2 separate regions of the Sus scrofa genome follow, and region 1 is linked to region 2. A link is a contact called in public HiChIP or PLAC-seq data. All regions are on one chromosome and are shown on one strand. Each heading gives the region's core, a stretch centred on a gene start, on an enhancer-like site or on the middle of the called end of the contact. The rest is flanking DNA. Distances are from core to core; before and after follow the strand shown.

Region 1 (4,081 bases), core at 1,408-3,907, 140 kb before region 2:
CAACTACTCCCAAACTGATCTACAGATTCGAGGCAATCTCAATCAAAATCCCAGATTCTTTTTCTTTTTTTTTTTTAGAAGTGAACAAGCTGGAGTTCTCGTTGTGGTACAGTGGAAGAGAATCCTACTAGGAACCATGAGGTTATGGGTTCAATCCCTGGCCTCGCTCAGTGGGTTAAGGATCCAGTGTTGCTGTGAGCTGTGGTGTAGGTTCCAAAGGTGGCTTGGATCCTGTGTTGCTGTGGCTGTGGCGTAGGCTGGCAGCTGTAGCTCTGATTTGACACCTAGCCTGGGAAACTCCGCATGCCGTGGGTGCGACGCTAAAAAGCAAAAAAACAAAAAATAAAAAATGAACAAGCTGTATCTATGGAAAGGAGTTCCCTGGTGACGCAGTGAGTTAAGGATCCAGCATTGTCACTGCTGTGGCACAGGCTGGATCCCTGCCTAGGAACTTCCACATGCAATGGGTATGGCAAAAAAAAAAAAAAAAAAAAAGTTATGGAAAGATGAAGGAACTAGAATAATCAAAATCAAAATAGAATAAAGTCAGAAGAATCATATCACTTGCTATCAAGATCTACTATAAAGCTACAGCAATAAAGACAGTGTGGTTCGGGCATAGGAGACACACAGAGCAAAATAAGAGACCCCAGAAACAGATCCGCACCTATACGGTCAATCGACAAAGGTGAAAAGGCAATTCAATGGAGAGAAGATAGTCTTTTCTGCAAATAGCACTGCAACTTTTGGACATGCAGACGCAAAGCAAAACACAACTCAACCCATATTTCACACAGTGTACTAAAAGTAACTCAACAAGGGCAGAGCTTCCACCCCTACCCACTTGCATCTCTCAGGAGCGTCCTATCTTAATAAATCTCTTTCTTGCCTAAAAAAATAAAATAGGGGGCTCTTCTCCCCCCTCCCAGAAACCCTGGGAGCTGTCTGCTTTCCTTTAATAAAGACTTTGCTTGCTTGCTGCCTGTGGGTTCAGGAAGTTCATTGTTCAACTGCCGTGAACAGGAACCCAGATTCCGGTATCATCTTTTGGGGGCTCGCCCAGGAACCGATCCAATCCATCTGCGCTCATAAGGTTTAGCAGAAATCAAATGAGGCGCTGAGACATCAGTTACCGAGTAGAAACTAAAGACCTCCAACAGCAGGTGCAGGGGACGACCAAGCCAGCTCCAGCTGTCCGAACTGCCCTCTGGGACTGGATGAGCTCCTCCTCCTGGTGAAAATACCTCCTCACCACAGCCCTCACTGCAATCCGGACCCTCTTATTCAGACCCTGCATCATTAACTGTATTTCTCGTTTCATTATATCCCAGTTAAAAGCTATCAACCTTCAAAATAATAAAGGTAACTCAAAAAGACTCATAGATCTAAACATACAATTTAAAAACACAAAGCTTCTAGAAGAAAACACAGGAGGGGTTCCCTGGTGGCCTCGCAGTTAAGGATTTGGCATTGTCACTGCTGTGCCCGGAGTTTGATCCTCAGCCCAGGAACGTCTGAATGCCACAGGGGTGGCGAAGAAGAAGGAGAGAGAGAAAGATGAGAAGGAGAAGGAGAAGGAGAGGAGGAAGAAGAAGACATAGGAGAAAATATTATGACCGTGCGCTGGGCAAAGGTTTTTTAGACAAACTAAAAGCACTAGGAAAGATGATAAATTGTACGTCAATAAAACCAACCTTTGCTCTGCACAAGATACTGCTAAGAAAAAGAAAAGACAAGTCACGGGCTGGAAATTATATCTTCAAAACACATACTTAACAAAGGACTTACAATCACCAAATGTTAATAATAAGAAAACATTTTAAAGGCAACAGATCTGAAAAGATACTTCATCAATGAAGATACACAAGTGGTCAATACGCCCATGAAAAAATGTTCACATACCAAAAAAAACCCAAAACAGAGTTCCTGTCGTGGCTCAGTGGTTAACGAATCTGACTAGGAACCATGAGGTTGCGGGTTCAATCCCTGGCCTCGCTCAGTGGGTTAAGGACCCAGCGTTGCCGTGAGCTGCGGTGTAGGTCGCAGACTCGACTCAGATCTGGCATTGCTGTGGCGTAGGCTGGCGGCTACAGCTCTGATTAGACCCCTAGCCTGGGAGGGGTTCGGCCCTAAAAAGACAAAAGACAGAAAAAGGGGGGGGTTCCCGTCATAGCTCAGTGGTTAGCGAATCCGACTAGGAACCATGAGGTGGCAGGTTCGATCCCTGGCCTTGCTCAGTGGGTTAAGGATCCGGTGTTGGTGTGAGCTGTGGTGTAGGTTGCAGACACGGCTCGGATTCCATGTTTCTGTGGCTCTGGCATAGGCCAGTGGCTGCAACTCCAATTGGACCCCTAGCCTGGGAACCTCCATATGCCAAGGGAGTGGGCCAAGAAATGGAAAAAAGACAAAGAAAAAAAAAAAAAAAAGAAGAAGAAGTGGGGTCTATGTGCCCTCCCTGGGATCTGGACTCTGGGACTGGTTGAACAACAGAACATGGTAGGAACTGTCAGTTTCTCAGGCCTTGAGAAACTGACAGTTTCCACTTCCTATTTTGGGGGACACTCATTCTTGGAACAGAGCCCCTAGGCAGTGAGGAAGCCCACGCAGCCCACGGAGAGGCACCAAGAGTCAGAATCAATCTGCCGGCACGTGAGTCATCTTGGAAGTAGATCCACCATCCCCAGTCAAAGCACCCCAGCCAACACCACACAGACAGAGATGAGCTGTCCTTGCCTAACTCTGCAAATCGCAGCTGAGCTTAATAAACGACGATTGTTTTAAGCGTCTAAGTGTTGGGGTGGCTTGTTACGCGGCATTAGCTAACTGGAACACCACTTTCTGATGTTCTTGGAAAGAAAAAACTAATAATGAGAAATAACTACGAGTTCCCACTGTGGTGCAGCTGTAACAAAACCGAATGAGATCCATGAGGATGTGGGTTTGATCCCTGGCCCCACTCAGCAGGTTAAGGATTCGGCATTGCCGAGAGCTGCAGCATAGGTCCCAGATGTGGCTTGGATCTGGTGTTGCTGTGGCAATGGTGGAGGCCAGCAGCTGCAGCTCCACTTCAACCCCTAGCCTGGGAACTTCCATAGGCTGCAGGTGTAGCCCTAAAAAGAAAAAAAGAAAAAAAGAAAAAAGAAAAAAGCCAGGCTGTTGCTCCTTGATTTGCCACCTCATGTTACTTGTGAAAGTCAGGCTAGCACAGTGGCTACAGGCATAGACTCCAGGGCTAGACCACCGGGATCTGAATACTGACAAGTCACGTAGTCTCTCTTGCTCTTGTTTCTCGATGTGGAAAAAGAAGACAGCAACCTCCTAGGCTGCTAGGATTAAGGAAGGCTGTTAAAAAGGAAGTTGTTTTAAAGAAAGGAGGTGAGAGGAGTTCCTTTGTGGCACAGCAGCATTGTCACTGCAGTGGCTCAGGGTGCTACTGTGGTGCAGGTTTGATCTGTGCCCTGGGAACTTCCACATGCCTCAAGCATGACCAAAAAAAAAAAAAAAAAAAAAAGGGAGGTGGGAGAGAAGACAGTAAAAACATGATTTACAAAATAGTTAAGATCAGACATTCTAGCTGGGGGGCAACAGGATCAGCAGCATCTCCTGCGCTAGGATGCAGGTTCAGTCCCCAGCCCGGCACAGTGGCTTAAGGATCCAATGTTGCCACAGCTGCACTTATGTCACAACTGCGACTTGGATCTGATCAGATTCAGCCCCAGCCAAAAACAGGGGATGAAAAAATAATAAGATCAGGAGGAAAAATTTTTAAAGAAAAAAAAATAGTAAGATCGGGAAACTTTAGAAGCAAGGAGAGGGAAAGCAGGAACGTTCACACACGACATCAGGGGAAGGAGTTGCTAGCAGCCCTGAGCACCACAAAAGACTATTAAGAGCCATCCAGTAACAGGTTTCTTTTGGATCAACGGCGCCAAGCATTCCTGAAACTTCAGCAGAAGGAGACGGGGCTGAGCAGCGGGGCAGTGCCCACAGGAGCATGACCTCCCTTCTGACGCCCAGGCCCTCAAACATCCTCAGAAAGCTGAATAAAGTTTACCTTTCCTCAAGCAGGCCCATGTGCCAC
Region 2 (3,987 bases), core at 429-2,928:
TAGAGGTTGGAAGGGAGGCTCTAGAACTCGGCTGTCTGGGCTCTGGCTCCAGCCCTGCTGCCTTTAGGGGTGTGCCCTGGGCAGAGCACTTAGCTCTCAGAGCCCCGGTTTTCTCCTCCGCAAATAGGCTTAATAATAAATAGCACTGCCTTCCTCCGAGGCTGCCTCGAGGATTATTCTATGCGCTCCTACACGTAAAGCACGTGGACTTCCTGGGGCAGAATTGGCTCTCCGTGAACACTAAGCATCCTTTCCACAGATGCGTTGCGCGATTCTTTTAAGGTTTGAGCTTTTTCAATGCTGGGCCCACTTAGCCGCATCCTCCAGCAGAGCGCATCCCCGCCCCGCCCACGCCCTTTCCGAAAACCGAGCCGAGGGCTCCCGGGCTCCCAGGAGGCCCTCCGCCCCACGTGTGGCCTCTGATGCCCCGTGCCCTGTATTTGCAGGACGCCTTTGAGCAGGGCCAGGTATTTCTCGGGAGCAGCGAGCAGGGGTACCAGGTGTACGAAGACCTGCCCAAGGGCGTCCGGGGCAATCGCTGGAAAGCCGGCCTCACCATGGTCACCCCCCAGCGAAGGTTCGTCTTCACCTGCCCCAGCGAGAAGGAGCAGCGCGAATGGCTGGAGAGTTTTCGGGACGTCCTCTCCCGGCCCCTGACGCCCCTCAACCTCCTCCGTAAGAGGCCGGACCTGGGGGTTGTCCTTCTGGCCGAGGGTGGTGGGCGGAAAGGGGCTTCCGCACCTGGGTTCAGCCGGGAGCCCTGAAACCGGGCTCATGGCTCCGGACTGCCCTCTTTCCCTTTTCTTCTCTTCCTGCCAAAGAAAAGTTCAGACGGCGCACGTTACTGCCAGAAAACCCTCTCTGTCCCCGCCAGGTCCCTCGGCCTTTCCCCGTTAGCAGCTGGAGGAGTTTGGCCCCGGCGGCACGGGCGGTTAGCGCCCCTTTCCCACCCTGCTCCGTGCAGGAGCCGGCAGCCTCTCTGTGCCGCCGCCCCCTGTCCCTGAGTCCCTGTTCTCGTGAGAAAACCCTGGCCTGTTGTTAAGGTCACCCCCGCTGGGCAGCTCCTGGGATTTCGGATTCCTCCCCACGGAGGGAAGGCTATTTTTAGGGCCCTTTTTTCTCTGGGTCTCCCCTCCCCCACCCTGCTCCTCCCTTCACCCCAGCTGTGTCACGAGCAGGCTTCCCCATCTGCAGACGCCCCACGAAAGGAGGGGGGATGTTCGGAGCCAGAGCAGGAAGCTTCTGGCCTGGGTCTGGCTTCTGGGACGCTCGGAAGAAGTTCTGTGTCTGGAAAAGTACAGCCTGAGCAGGTGGCCCCACACGGCTCCTTGGGAGAAACCCTTGTGCCCTCTGAGTCTGACCTGTATAAACACAAACTGGCTTCATTTTCCAAAATCCCAAAGCCCAGGAGCCTCAGCAATGGCCTCGTGGTTGGTGGTGAGGCATGTCAGCTGGCGTTTTCTTTTCCCTGGGGGCCTGTGCGGCTGCATCTCTTGTCTGTTTTTCTCTGTTTGCTGCATCTCTTTGCTTTTCTCTCCTTCTCTAGTGTGTGTCCCCTCTATTACCTTTCCAGTCCGGTTTTTATTTTGTCATTGTTCCCTTGTCCCCCGCTGTCCCTTCCCTCCAGTGGGACTTCGTTGGCAGGGCCACACCTCAATCCTCTTCTTGTTCCCCTTGCAGCTGCATCAACAGAGAGTGGCTGCAGCAGGTGACCCACTGGCCACCCGGTGTACCCGGTGGGAAGGAGTTCTCCCCTCGGCTCTGGGTGCCCAGTAGGAGCGCCCCACAGTTGGCAGCTGTCATGGGCAGTGAACTCTACCAAGACCAGAGCTTTGGCCTTTATCTGCCAGCTCCTTGGGCCTCCCCACTGCCCGGCTCTGGGAACCTGGTAAATGTCCTCAAGGCCCAGGACATCTCAAATGAAGGCATTGCCATAGAAAGAACCACAGCATCAGACAAGTGGCATTCTTGCTGGAAAAAAAACAGCAAAAAAAGTTTACTATGAATCTAACCATGAACAGAGTTCCTGTTATGGCTCAGTGGTTAAGAACCTGACGTAGTGTCTGTGAGGATGTGGATTCGATCCCTGGCCTCGCTCAGTGTGTTAAGCATCCAGTGTTGCCACACCCAGCAGTGTAGGTTGCAGCTGCAGCTTGCATCCAGTGTTTTGACTATGGTGTGGGACTTGGCTGCAGCTCCAATTCACCCCCTAGCCCTGGAACTTCCATATGTCGCAGGTGTGACTGTAAAAAGAAAAGGGGAAGAAAAAAAAAAAAAGAATTTAACCATGAGGAAAGAATCAGACAAATCCACAGTAGAGAAATTCTGCAGAACAGCCGGCTGAACTCTTCAAGAATGTCAGTATCTCGAAAGATCAAGTACTCTGGAAACTGCTCTAGGTTAGGGGAGACTAAAGAGACATGGCAACAAAATGCAATTCATTGTTCTTGATTGGATCCTGGATTGAAAAAGAAACAGTTTTAGGAGTTCTCATGTGGCTCAGAAGGTTAAGGACCTGGTGGTGTCACTGCAGTGCCTTTGTCTACTGCCGTGGCATGGGTTCAGTCCTTGGCCCAGGGAACTTTTGTATGCTCTGGACGCAACCAAAAACAAACCAACCAACCAACAAACAAAAAAACAATTTGAGGGATGTGATTGAGAAAACTGGGGAAATTTAAAGAAGGATGTATATTAAGCAGTAGTTGTGAGATTGTGATGATGATGCCGTGTTTGTGTAGGAGAGTGCTCTTGTTCGTAGGGGATCCATGCTAGAGTGTTCAGGGGTAAAATGTACTCTTGTCTACAACTGACTCTTAAATGGTTCAGCAAAAGATAAGTCTTTGTATGGATGTGTGTAGAGAGTATATAGATACATAGATAGTGTGTGCGTCTATGTATGTGTGGAAGACAGGAAGCCTATGTTTACACACCGCACACACACACACACACACACGGGAGAAAGAAACTGTGCAAAATGTTAGCAACTGATGAATCTAGATGAAGTATAGCTGGATATTTACTGTCCAATTCATGCAAATTTTCTATAGGTTTTTTTTTTTGCCTCTTCTAGGGCTGCTCCCATAGCATATGGAGGTTCCCAGGCTAGGGGTCGAATTGGAGCTGTAGACGCTGGCCTACACCACAGCCACAGCAATGCAGGATCCGAGCCGCCTCTGCGACCTACACCACAGCTCATGGCAACGCCGGATCATTAACCCACTGAGCAAGGCCAGGGATCGAACCTGCAACGTCATGGTTCCTAGTCGGATTTGTTAACCACTGAGCCACGATGGGAACTCCCCTCTATAGGTTTTATAGTTTTCAAATTTAAAAGTCAGAGGGAAAAGTTCTTTTTTTAATCTTTTATTTTTTTTCATTAATCAATTAATTTATTACATCTGTAGTTGTATAATGATCATCACAATCCAGTTTCACAGGATTTCCATCCCACAACCCAAGCACATCAGAGGGAAAATTTCTTTAAAAATCTGCTTTTCATTCTTCAAAAGTTGTAGGTTTTCTACATGAATCAAAAATGTTCCTGGGAGGTGTTCCCATTATGGCTCAGCGATAATGAACCTGACTAGTATCCATGAGGACAAAGGTTCGATCCCTGGCCTCACTCAGTGGGTTAAGGATCCAGCATTGTCGTGAGCTGTGGTGTAGGTCACAGACGTGGCTTGGATCCCACAGCGTTGCTGTGGCTGCGGTGTAGGCCAACAACTGCAGCCCTGATTTGACCCCTAGCCTGGGAACTTCCAGATGCCATGGGTGCAGCCCTAAAAAGAAAAAAAAAGAAAAGAAAAGGTTCCTGAGAAAGTTCTACTACTTTTGTGCACATTTTAGAAAAATTCAAAGCCTAGGCAGTACCAACAAAACAGTGTCCTCATGGATCAGCCACTATCCCTAGAAAGAAAGAAGGAAGCTGAGAAGACAACTCAGCTGGACCCCAGGGTGGACAGCCCTCCAGCCCCGCTGCCAGGTCGG

The links. HiChIP or PLAC-seq counts read pairs in DNA pulled down with a chosen protein or histone mark.
Region 1: an H3K27ac HiChIP or PLAC-seq map of alveolar macrophages shows a contact between it and region 2. The contact joins two enhancer-like sites. A contact is called at or near these places in 5 of 47 Hi-C or Micro-C datasets (brain, fetal heart ventricle, liver and 2 more) and 1 of 2 datasets of contacts at active chromatin or transcription factors (alveolar macrophages).

Annotation. Positions count from the first base shown.
Region 1 is chr12:42,961,102-42,965,182 of Sscrofa11.1, reverse strand. The region is part of intron 6 of CRLF3 (cytokine receptor like factor 3); the gene reads right to left. Among named protein-coding and RNA genes, the nearest start is that of CRLF3, 30 kb to the right of the region's middle. Within about 2 kb of position 2,657, at least 5 of the 83 cell types and tissues checked have an H3K27ac peak or open chromatin away from gene starts, as enhancers often do. A contact at or near this core is called in alveolar macrophages, where this site is marked.
Region 2 is chr12:42,818,797-42,822,783 of Sscrofa11.1, reverse strand. It overlaps ADAP2 (ArfGAP with dual PH domains 2), which reads left to right. Exons shown (of 12, transcript NM_001195323.1): 11 at 447-675; 12 at 1,681-2,277. The coding sequence ends at 1,712. Among named protein-coding and RNA genes, the nearest start is that of RNF135, 12 kb to the right of the region's middle. Within about 2 kb of position 1,678, at least 19 of the 83 cell types and tissues checked have an H3K27ac peak or open chromatin away from gene starts, as enhancers often do. A contact at or near this core is called in alveolar macrophages, where this site is marked.